3 separate regions of the Mus musculus genome follow, and regions 1 and 3 are each linked to region 2. Evidence: chromatin contacts called from public HiChIP or PLAC-seq and promoter capture Hi-C data. All regions are on one chromosome and are shown on one strand. The core of a region is the stretch at or near the end of the contact, and the rest is flanking DNA. Distances in the headings are between cores, read along the strand shown.

Region 1 (3,279 bases), core at 576-3,075, 2.0 Mb before region 2:
GATTTTAATTCAATTGGAGAGCAGTTGGTTACTGCCAAGGTATGAGTGTCAGTGGTGAATGTTCTGTTTTATCATGCTATACTGGACATGGATTTAGTTTATAGGTAACATATGTGCATAGGTGTTTTGGTTGTTTCCCTCCTTTAGAAGCTTTGGTGCCTTCTGGTATCATGAAATCTAATACTCTGAGAGGAAGCTTTCGTGTCAGTTCTAGCTCAGGTCTCTGGGCCCTGCTTCTGAACTGCAATAGGAATGTACTTTATACAGTAAAAAGTGAAACAAAGGTAAAACTATGTCTTGTATTATTTTAGGCATTTCTTGAATAAATCTGACTAATGACTTAAAAGAAGGCTTCTAGTGCCAAGTGTTGGGATTTTTGTTAGATAGTCTTTGACTCATAGAAGGAGCACTGTCAACTAAGATGGAAAATTTTCATTTGAAAAATTATATGTGTGTGTGTGTATATATATACACGCACATGCATACATAGATATAGAGTTAGAGGTATAGATAGATATAACTTGTATATATCATAGGCAAATTATGTGTATTATAAGTAAATAGTTAATAGTGTGATTCTTTGGAAACTTTTCAGACATCCTTACATTTATTTTCATGTTTTTATACCTCTTATTCCTCATTATTCTTATTCCTCATTATTCAGAGACTTTATTCCCATTTTTCATGTTTACCCAAAAAGGTCACTTGATGATTTTCACCAGCTTTATGTGTTCATCTGTTTTTTTGAATTCTATTTTCATGTCTTGGATTGTTTCGATCATTTCTATGATGTCTTGTGTTTTCTTGGATGTTACTCAGGCATTTGTTCTCTTTGTCCTTTTTCCCCTAATTTCATTGTTTTGTTTTGTTTTGTTTTTTCTCTTTTTTGACCTCTTTGACTTCTCTTGTTAATTCTGTGTCTATCTGGTATGGACACAGCATGTTGGAGAAGAAGAAAGAATGTGAATGAAGGTAGGTTGGGCCCAGAGTTTGGAAATGACTTGTGTGGAATGAATTCAGGTGGACAAAAGAGACTGAGCCTGTGTGTAGGGTGCATGTTCTATTCCAAGCCTGGAGTGTACAAGGAGATATGGCCGGATGTAGAGCTCCTATGGGTATGAGAGGGACCTGTCATTAAGGACAGTCAGGTCGTGTCTTTTCAGAATCCTAGACTTTGATTGTAGTGGAGATAGTAGTGCCCAGACTGGGCATGAACCCTGAATGTCTGATCCAGGCTAGATCTGGCAAGTCAGAAGGGTACATGGAAGGTAGGGTCAGGGAGTCTCTGGAGAAGGATGAATAGGCTGGCTGGAGTAGCTGGATATGGGTTATAGTGGTGTTTATAGACTGAGTTGTTAAAGCAGAACAGCAAAGAAAATTGACATGTAAGATTGTAAGTATAAGGTAGATATTACAGTTGTTTTCTAAAGATGAATAAATGATTCATTTTTAGATCAAGGCACAAATGGTTTCAAACGGTTCTGCTACTTGTATTAATTCAATACAGAGAGCCTTAGCATACCTGGGGAACCCCTGAGTGAACCACATGGAGCCAGGAATTGATGCAAAAAGTAAGAGAAATTTATTGTTCCAATTCATGAGGGTCATCCTACACCCGAAGAAGAAAAAGTGACGCTCCCCCTTCCTTTGCCCCCGTGTGGCCATGTGGTCAGTCTTTATACAGTTTTTCATACATAGCATTAGGCACAATGTGATTGGCAGAACATTGTGACTTTTCAATTGATTGGTCTCTAGGGAATGAGGTGGCAGAGTCAGTCTTGCAGAATGTTACATGCTCTAGACTCCCCACCCCCACCCCCTGCAGGTGACCTATGGTCTGTCTGCCCTGCGGAATGTGTTTATTTGGTCTAGGCCTCCCCCACTTGCAGGTCCTGTCTGTCCTGCTGAATGTTAATTAGCCTTCCCTTTCAGGAGGAGAAGGGTCTGATGGAATTTTCCAAAAGGTTCTGAAATGACCTTTTCAAAGGCAATATGATTATATAAGAAGAGCATTATGAGGCAGAAAGTCACATACCCATTCAAAGTAAGTCTGAGAGAGAAGGGCAAAAATGAGGTAGAAGCAACAATATAGAAATTCTTCCTAGTCGGTAAATATATGAAGCACTCAGCACTGCCTTTATAGAAGAAGTAATATAGTCAAAATTCATAGCAAAATACCTAATATTAGGCATAAGTATTGCTTAGTTGTTAAATTATTAATTATTAAAATAAAATATAGTTGGCATATTCTTTTAATATCACTTAGATAGTGGACATGAAAAAGAACAAAAATAAATATTTGGAGAAATCTGCATTAATACTCGTTTTTATCTGCCTGTCTTTGACGGGTTAATCTTGATTGTCAACTGAACAGAGAAGCTCTTAGGGGAGTCATGTAGTAAGTTCTGGCTGTGTATGTGAGAGTGTTTCCAGAATAAAGGAGTAAAAACTTGTTGAATTTGGTTTGCCTTTTGCAATGGAGTGAGTGAAGCCCAGCATAGATAAGAGGGGTTGGACCTGAAAGAGCAAAGTCCTATAAGCACATCCTCCCATCCTCCCTCTTCTCTACCTTTTATTCCTGTAATGTTAGGTGCTATGCTCCACTCTGTTCTTTCACTGCAGTGGACTAAAACTTCTGAAAATATGAGAAAAAAATAAGAAATAAATCTTCCCTCCTTTAAATCATCCCTGTCAGGCATTTTGTCACAGGGACAAAAAGTCTGCCTAACATAATCTCCTATTTCTATTGGCTTTTGCATCAGCCATGACCTTTTTTTAAAGGATTTGTGGTTGTGCTTGTTTGAGACCATTTCTTGAACATGACAGGTCTAGTGTCATTGTTCCTTAAATCATTCAGACCTGGATAAAGAAAAGTTCAATAGTAAAATGCTTTGACAGCAATCTTTACTGATATAGTTTATAGCAAGAGAGAAAAAATACATGTGCTCAAACTCAGATACACACACACACACACACACACATATATGCATGGATGTATTCACACATGTATACACACAGAACATCCACACATATGTACATGCAAAGTTCATATTCTCTAAAATATGGCATAATCCTTGTATGATTAATTTTCTTCTCCATTCCCTTCTATGTAGTCTGAACTCAGTGACACAAAAGACGAAAAAAAAAATCAATTATCTCTTTCAAAATGCCAAAAATAGCTGTGATTGAAATTTCATGACCCAGAGAAATAGCAAAGAGAACTAAAAAAAATCTAGAGACAAAAAAATACTGTTTTCTTATTTCAAAATGTTGTGTTTG
Region 2 (3,354 bases), core at 247-2,746:
AATGTCACTGAATGCCATGAATGGAGAATCACACCATTTCCCAGACATATCTCATCTGTTTAATACATGTGTGAACAATAGCACTATCTATGGGAACACCAAGTAACTTCCACCATTTAGTGTTTGCTCACTATGAGCAGTCTTGTATGGTGTTTATCCATACCAAGTTCTCCTTTCAAAACACACTCAGATCACACTGCCAAATGACAAAAGGAACATAGCTTCACGTGAAACCTTTTAAGTCAAAAACGTTCTCTGTTAAGCATGCAAGAGGTTAAAGGTTGATGAAATAGCAAGACATCTTCTCAACCCAAGCTTACCTGCCTCACTCAATCACCTAAGCAGTCAACACTATAATGTAAGCTGATACTATATTATTAAATCAGAGTATCTCATTTGCATTCACCTCTGACCTGACGGGCTGGGGAGAGATGACATCTACTAGGAAATAGCAGAACAAGCAGTCCCCAACTTGGAAATTCACAGGACCTTGGGTGTGAAATCCTCACAGACTGAGTTTCACTAGTTTTATTTGCACCCGCTGCACAACAACATATGTAAATGAAGCCAGCCTGGCAGAAATAGCCCTATCCCTTCCGTCTCCCCTCCAAACCATGTTAACAAGCTCAGCACTTTGCAATTCATGTTTCAGACACACAAAATATTATTTATTATGCAAACAGTAGGTCATTCAAATATGCTTTTAAATTAAATGCATTTTAAAGAACTTGGAAATTTTTATCACATCCATACACATATTTGTGGGCTTGATATTGAACAGTTACAAACCCAAGCCACACTACAAGTATTCATCTAAAATATTTACACTGATAAAGCAAGATGTATCATGACATTAAGTTCACAAAAACAGACAGCTCTCAACTTCCTTAACACTTTAATAATCGTGGTCTTCAGTATTATTAGAAGAGCATCTCTATTGTATCAAATTATTAATTTTTATAATTATTTCCAAAGTCCTGTCTCAAATTATAGAAATAAAAATAACTTATTTTTAAATTTTTTCACGGCTGCCTGCATTTCTCACCCACTTGCAATCATTTATAACAATATTCTATTCTTACCTTATTTGAAGTAAAAAACAAAAAAGTCCTCCAAAAAGATTTCTAAATGATGTGAAAATATGAGTCACAGTGTAAAAAAGAAAAAAGAAAAATAATAACGATGAAAAGATCCTCTTAGGTTGGAAAAAAAATCCAAATACTTTGAGTTAGAACTACAGAATCTCCAAAGTCACGCCTGAGTGGGCGCCCAGATTGCAAACATAGGAGTCTCTCCCACGTCCGAGTCGCACTCCTTTGTCAAGTTAAATTGGGTCCTGTGGTGAAGCGGGTCCCACTGGGCACATAGGGTTCCAGTGGGCGTTGCCTCCAGGTGCCCAAGCAGGCGATCCCTTACACCCGGGGTTCAGCACCGACACTCTGTGGACAGCACCAGCTCCGCTCACGTCCAGTTTGTCTCAGTCACTGAACCAGGATGATTCTCGCGCCTCCTCCCTCCGCAAAAGCCAGGCTGCCCGTCAACCCCGGTGTGCCCCGCCCCCACATCTGACGTAACTGTTTTGCATATTAACTCTCCAGGAGGTGAGGGGCGGCCCCTTGGCTGGGCTTCTGATGGGTTCAGCTACCGCAATCCAGAGGACCAGACTCAAGATTAAAATCAGCATTTGGGCATTGGTCGGACTTTATGCTCCATTCGCGGAGCCCAGCAGAAACTATAAAGGCTGCGGCGGTGTCTGCGCCTCCTCCTTCGCTGGGACCGCGGATCCCGGGACTCTGCGACCTCACAGCCCGCTAGGGAGACCAGGCTTCCTAGTATGGGACTGTGAGGTAAAGAACTGCGCACCAAGAAGTCATCCAGTCCTGTCTCATGCATCAGACCCTTTAATCTTCCAGACCAAACTTTCTCTCTCATTTGGTTGTGGGTGGGTACCTGATTCAGACTTCTGCTCCTATATGGGGCTCTTGGAGTGAGGCCCTGCTGCAGAAACTTGACTGGAAAAGAATTAAAAATATCTGAGCGCAGGAAGGGTATTTGAAAGCTTGTAATGCTTGCCACCTCTCCGAAACAGGATTTTTTTTTTTTTTTTTTTGCCATGTGACTGTTTAGTTTATGATAAGCTTCATAGAATTGGAGATGGCAGGATTTTAGAAGCTCATATTAATAATGCTTTGTTTGAAAGTTCTCAGCTTCAACTCTCATCGCCAAACCAAGAAGCTTGTACAGTTTTTATTATGTCCGATACATCACTTGTTCTATGAAAGATGGAACAGGCTGGAAGCAGTGTCACAGCTTTTAGCAGTTCTCTCAGTGTGTATGATCTTCCTTGTCCCAGGATGCTACAAAAAGGACTTTGACAAAGGAAGAGGCCCAGACAGGTCACATCCACAGTGATCTCTGACTTGTGAAGGAAACAAAAACCAAAAAAAACAAAAACAAAAAAAAACAAAAACAAAAACAAAAAACAACCCACCAAAAACAAACAAAAAAACCACTCCAGGTACAGCCCCATACCTTCCACACAAACTTCCTACACCTAGTGTTAATTGAACAGAAAGTAGTATATAAAACTAAGCCCACGATTTTTAATTACATAAAGCTTTTTCATAAAATGTGTATCATTTTTTTTAAAAAACACCTACTATTAAATGTGCTATTTTCCACAGGATTACACGAGTTCTTCATCGTTTTCCAGGAATCTAAGCAAACTTCTCACTGGGACCACTCCTGTGTTCCCAGCAACGTTAATTAGATGATCAACTTGGGTTTCCTGGGAAAGCATCTTTAACAAACAAAGACAATAATTCTCAGATGCAGAGCAATCTGCCATGCTTTGGTCTCCTCTGGCGACTACCAACTTTATGTTAATATATAAATGGCAAATGTTATTTTGAGCTGCTCATTATGTGGACACACATGCGCGTGCGCGTAGATTTATTGTTTCTGTTCCTGGTGCACTTTTAATGACAGTTTTAGAAACCATGGCAGGAAATGAAAGGTAATTCATGGGAGCAGGTGGGTATTGTCAATTACAATTACAACAAAGCCAGTTGAATAGCCTGCCCTTAGGCTGGCGGTGGAAAGAGAAATAACCCAGGCATTGCTTTGATGTCCTCATGCTATGCCGTCAGAGAAGATTTGATAGTTTACTGCAGAAATACATAAGACATTTTTATATAGTCTTGTAAGAATGCAAGAAAACCTATGGCAATTATTTAATCAGCGTTAATTTTCAGTTCACTCCAGTAATAAGACATTAAGGGTAGGAATCCAAATGAGGCAATCATACAATTATTCAAAGTCTAAAAAGGGTGGACTGGGAAGCTTCCAAATACA
Region 3 (2,986 bases), core at 234-2,733, 1.0 Mb before region 2:
GTTGTCAGCTCCCAGGGAGGTCTGGGAACTAAAACATTCCCTGACATCTACTCAAAATGGAAACCTTATTCCAAATAATTTCTTATATTGGGTCACCTGTATCTCTTATGTTGGGATATAGCCCAAAGGCAGTTTAAACCATTAAAGCTTATACACAGGTACAAGAAGTTCTCTTGGGTGGTTGTTTTAGTTTCAAGCATATTGTGGGTAATTATAAAAAACAGTTCTATTGCCTTTTATCATGAGTGGTTTCCAATGCACAGATAATAACAAAATGTGGAACATTAGAACGTTTCCTAGTAACAACTGAAACACATGTGAAAATTTCCTTATAGTGGCATGCTAGCCAGGTAAGTGTTACCTAGTTCTAAACATTTTGTGCAGGGCTTTATATTCCATATAGGCCTTAATACTTTACCAAGGCCCTAACAATATCTACCCCCCTACTTCACCCCAATCCATTCCAACCCCTCAGTACGAGGTAGGTGAGAAGGGTTAGATGGTTAGAGGGGAAAGGGGGCATAGATCTCTTCTGATTATTTCCTGCTGACTAGAGCCAATGAGTTCCTAGGGCCATGTCCAATCTATGTCATAAGAATATCTCCAACCAGCAATCAGTAATCCAGCAACCTAGCAATCCAGAGTTCAGTAATAATGAAGGCAGTATATACAATAGCAGGAACCACCAGCAGCTGACAGCTGCAGGAGTATGGGAAGCATTACAGGGAGCAAACGCTGCCCCAAGCCCTCTCTGGCTCTCATATTTATACCTTCTCAAGAGTTCTCTGAATCCCCAACATTGACTCTGTTCAGCTGGCAAAAATCACACCCTCTCTGAGATCATGAGAAAAAATTACAGTTAGTGAATGTGGACAATCTGAAGCAGCCTGATATCCCACACCTGAGATTAAAACAAAGGCATGATGACATAACATAACTGGAGTTCTTAATAAACCAAAATTCTCACTGCATGAGATTAAGAAAGAAAGACTACTGCAGCTTAAAATGATGTATTTGCCCTCAAACAGTGGCATTTGGTAACTCAGCCATAGGCTGATATTCCAGAATAAAACTAAACAGAAAAATGTTGGACCTAACAAATATTATAAACCAAATGATCTAAAATTAACTTTTATTTCCTAAGATAAAGTGATGTGATGAAAGCCATCTGCAAGCTGTGTGAATACATGGCTTGGGATCAGCTCAGTGTGTTTCCTTCTCTGTTCTAACTATCCCTAGACCTAGCCCTGGACATTTCTAGTCCCCATACAATCTAATCTTCCAAGCTCCCTTATTCAATCCAGATGTATAAATACCTTTCACTCCTTGGGTGTAATTGTCATCTCAGACACTTACTGAAGAATAAACTCACTCTTTCTAAATCTTTCTGAATTCTGACAGGCTGGTTAAATTCAGCTGCTCTGGCCCGAATTTCTCTCCAAGCTGAACAATTCAAACTGGGTTCTCTCATTTTCTGACTGAATTGCTCTCTTTGGCCTCTAACTCTGGCAATTTGTTCTAATAGTCTGGCTCTTTACCTTCTCTGGTATATTCTGTCTTTACCTTCAACCAGTGCCTGTAAATCTTTCCTATTAAAAATGTGACCCCCAACCCCACTCTGCTCTCATAAGTTTCTTCTCTTTTCTGTGTCGTTCTTGTATGAGTTGGGCATATCCTACCTATCTCTAGCTCATTTTGTCGAATCTTTCTGTAATTTAACACTTTACCCCTCAATTAGAAATCACTTCCAAACATGGCTGCTTGCTTCTAGAAAGTAAAACTGACTTTGTTATTTGGATTTAAATCTATAATAAGGACATGTTTGAATTCTAGCCAAATCACATAGACTTAGATCTTTGGATGTGATCTCTTCCCAGAGTAGCCATGCTATTTGACTAACATTCCACTATAAAATGTACCTAACAGCTATTACTGAATATTTAATCCAAATAAAAAAGAATAGACCTTTTTCTCAGCAGCTCATTATACTATCCCCCAAATCAGCAACAAAAAGGAGGTCTTAACAGGTACAACAAAATGAAATAACACCCCACTTCCTCTCAGACCACTGTGGATATAAGGTGGATATCAACAACAGAATCAACAGCAAGCTTACAAACTTGGGGAAACTCAAGAAATTACTACTGAATGAAAACTGGGTTCAGACACACATAAAGAAATTAATATTTCGTAGAACTGAATGAAAGTTGTATACCCAAGCTAAGAGAAACAATGAAAATGGAAGCATGGAAAGAAATGTTCAACATCCTTTGTCATCTGAGAAATGCAATTCAAAATGACCCTGAGATTCTGTTTCATACCAGTCAGAATGGCTCAGATCAAAATCCCAGGTGACAGCAGATGCTGGCAAGGATGTGGAAAAAGAGGAACACTCCTCAATTGCTGGTGGGTTGCAATCTGGAACAACAACTCTGGAAATCACTCTAGTGCTTTTTCAGAAAATTGGACATAGTACTACCTGAGGACATAGTACTACCTGAGGACTATACTGTCCTGGGCATATACCCAAAAGATGTTCTGAAATATAACGAGGACACATGCTTTTCTCTTTTCAAAGCAGCCTTATTTATAATAGCCAGAGCTGAAAACAACCCAGATTTTTCTCAACGGAGGAATGGATACAGAAAATAAGGTACATTTATACAATGGAGTACTACTCAGCTATTAAAAGCAATGACTTCATGAAATTTGCAGGTAAATGGATGGAACTAGAAAATATCCTGAGTGAGATAACCCAGTCACAAAAGAATACACATGTTATGTACACACTGATAAGTGGATATTAGCTCAAAATATTGGAATTCCAAGGATACAACTCCCACAGAACATATGAATCATAAGAAGGAAGACAAAAGTGTGGATGCTTCAGTCCTATTTAAAAGGGGGAACAAAATAATCAGGAGCAGTAGAGGGAGGAACATGGGAGGGATAGAAAAGGGGAGGGAAAAGGGGGATGAATCAGTTG

The links. Promoter capture Hi-C pulls out the DNA fragments that hold promoters and counts their contacts. HiChIP or PLAC-seq counts read pairs in DNA pulled down with a chosen protein or histone mark.
Region 1: a promoter capture Hi-C map of stem cell-derived epiblast-like cells shows a contact between it and region 2, with 7 times the contacts expected there. The contact joins the enhancer-like site here to the promoter of Fstl5 in region 2. A contact is called at or near these places in 9 of 39 promoter capture datasets (the 3T3-L1 cell line, the C10 cell line, the HPC-7 cell line and 5 more), 1 of 484 Hi-C or Micro-C datasets (cerebellum), 1 of 115 datasets of contacts at active chromatin or transcription factors (astrocytes) and 1 of 9 other capture datasets (adipose tissue).
Region 3: an H3K27ac HiChIP or PLAC-seq map of VIP interneurons shows a contact between it and region 2, with 6 times the contacts expected there. The contact joins the enhancer-like site here to the promoter of Fstl5 in region 2. A contact is called at or near these places in 8 of 39 promoter capture datasets (the C10 cell line, cranial neural crest, embryonic stem cells and 5 more) and 1 of 115 datasets of contacts at active chromatin or transcription factors (VIP interneurons).

Annotation. Positions count from the first base shown.
Region 1 is chr3:78,061,302-78,064,580 of GRCm38.p6, reverse strand. No RefSeq gene overlaps it. Among named protein-coding and RNA genes, the nearest start is that of Gm36288, 350 kb to the left of the region's middle. Within about 2 kb of position 1,825, at least 3 of the 459 cell types and tissues checked have an H3K27ac peak or open chromatin away from gene starts, as enhancers often do. A contact at or near this core is called in stem cell-derived epiblast-like cells, where this site is marked.
Region 2 is chr3:76,072,703-76,076,056 of GRCm38.p6, reverse strand. Fstl5 (follistatin-like 5) reads right to left here and starts at 1,496. Exons shown (of 16, transcript NM_178673.4): 1 at 1,083-1,496.
Region 3 is chr3:77,082,193-77,085,178 of GRCm38.p6, reverse strand. No RefSeq gene overlaps it. Among named protein-coding and RNA genes, the nearest start is that of Gm23644, 22 kb to the left of the region's middle. Within about 2 kb of position 1,483, at least 1 of the 459 cell types and tissues checked has an H3K27ac peak or open chromatin away from gene starts, as enhancers often do. A contact at or near this core is called in VIP interneurons, where this site is marked.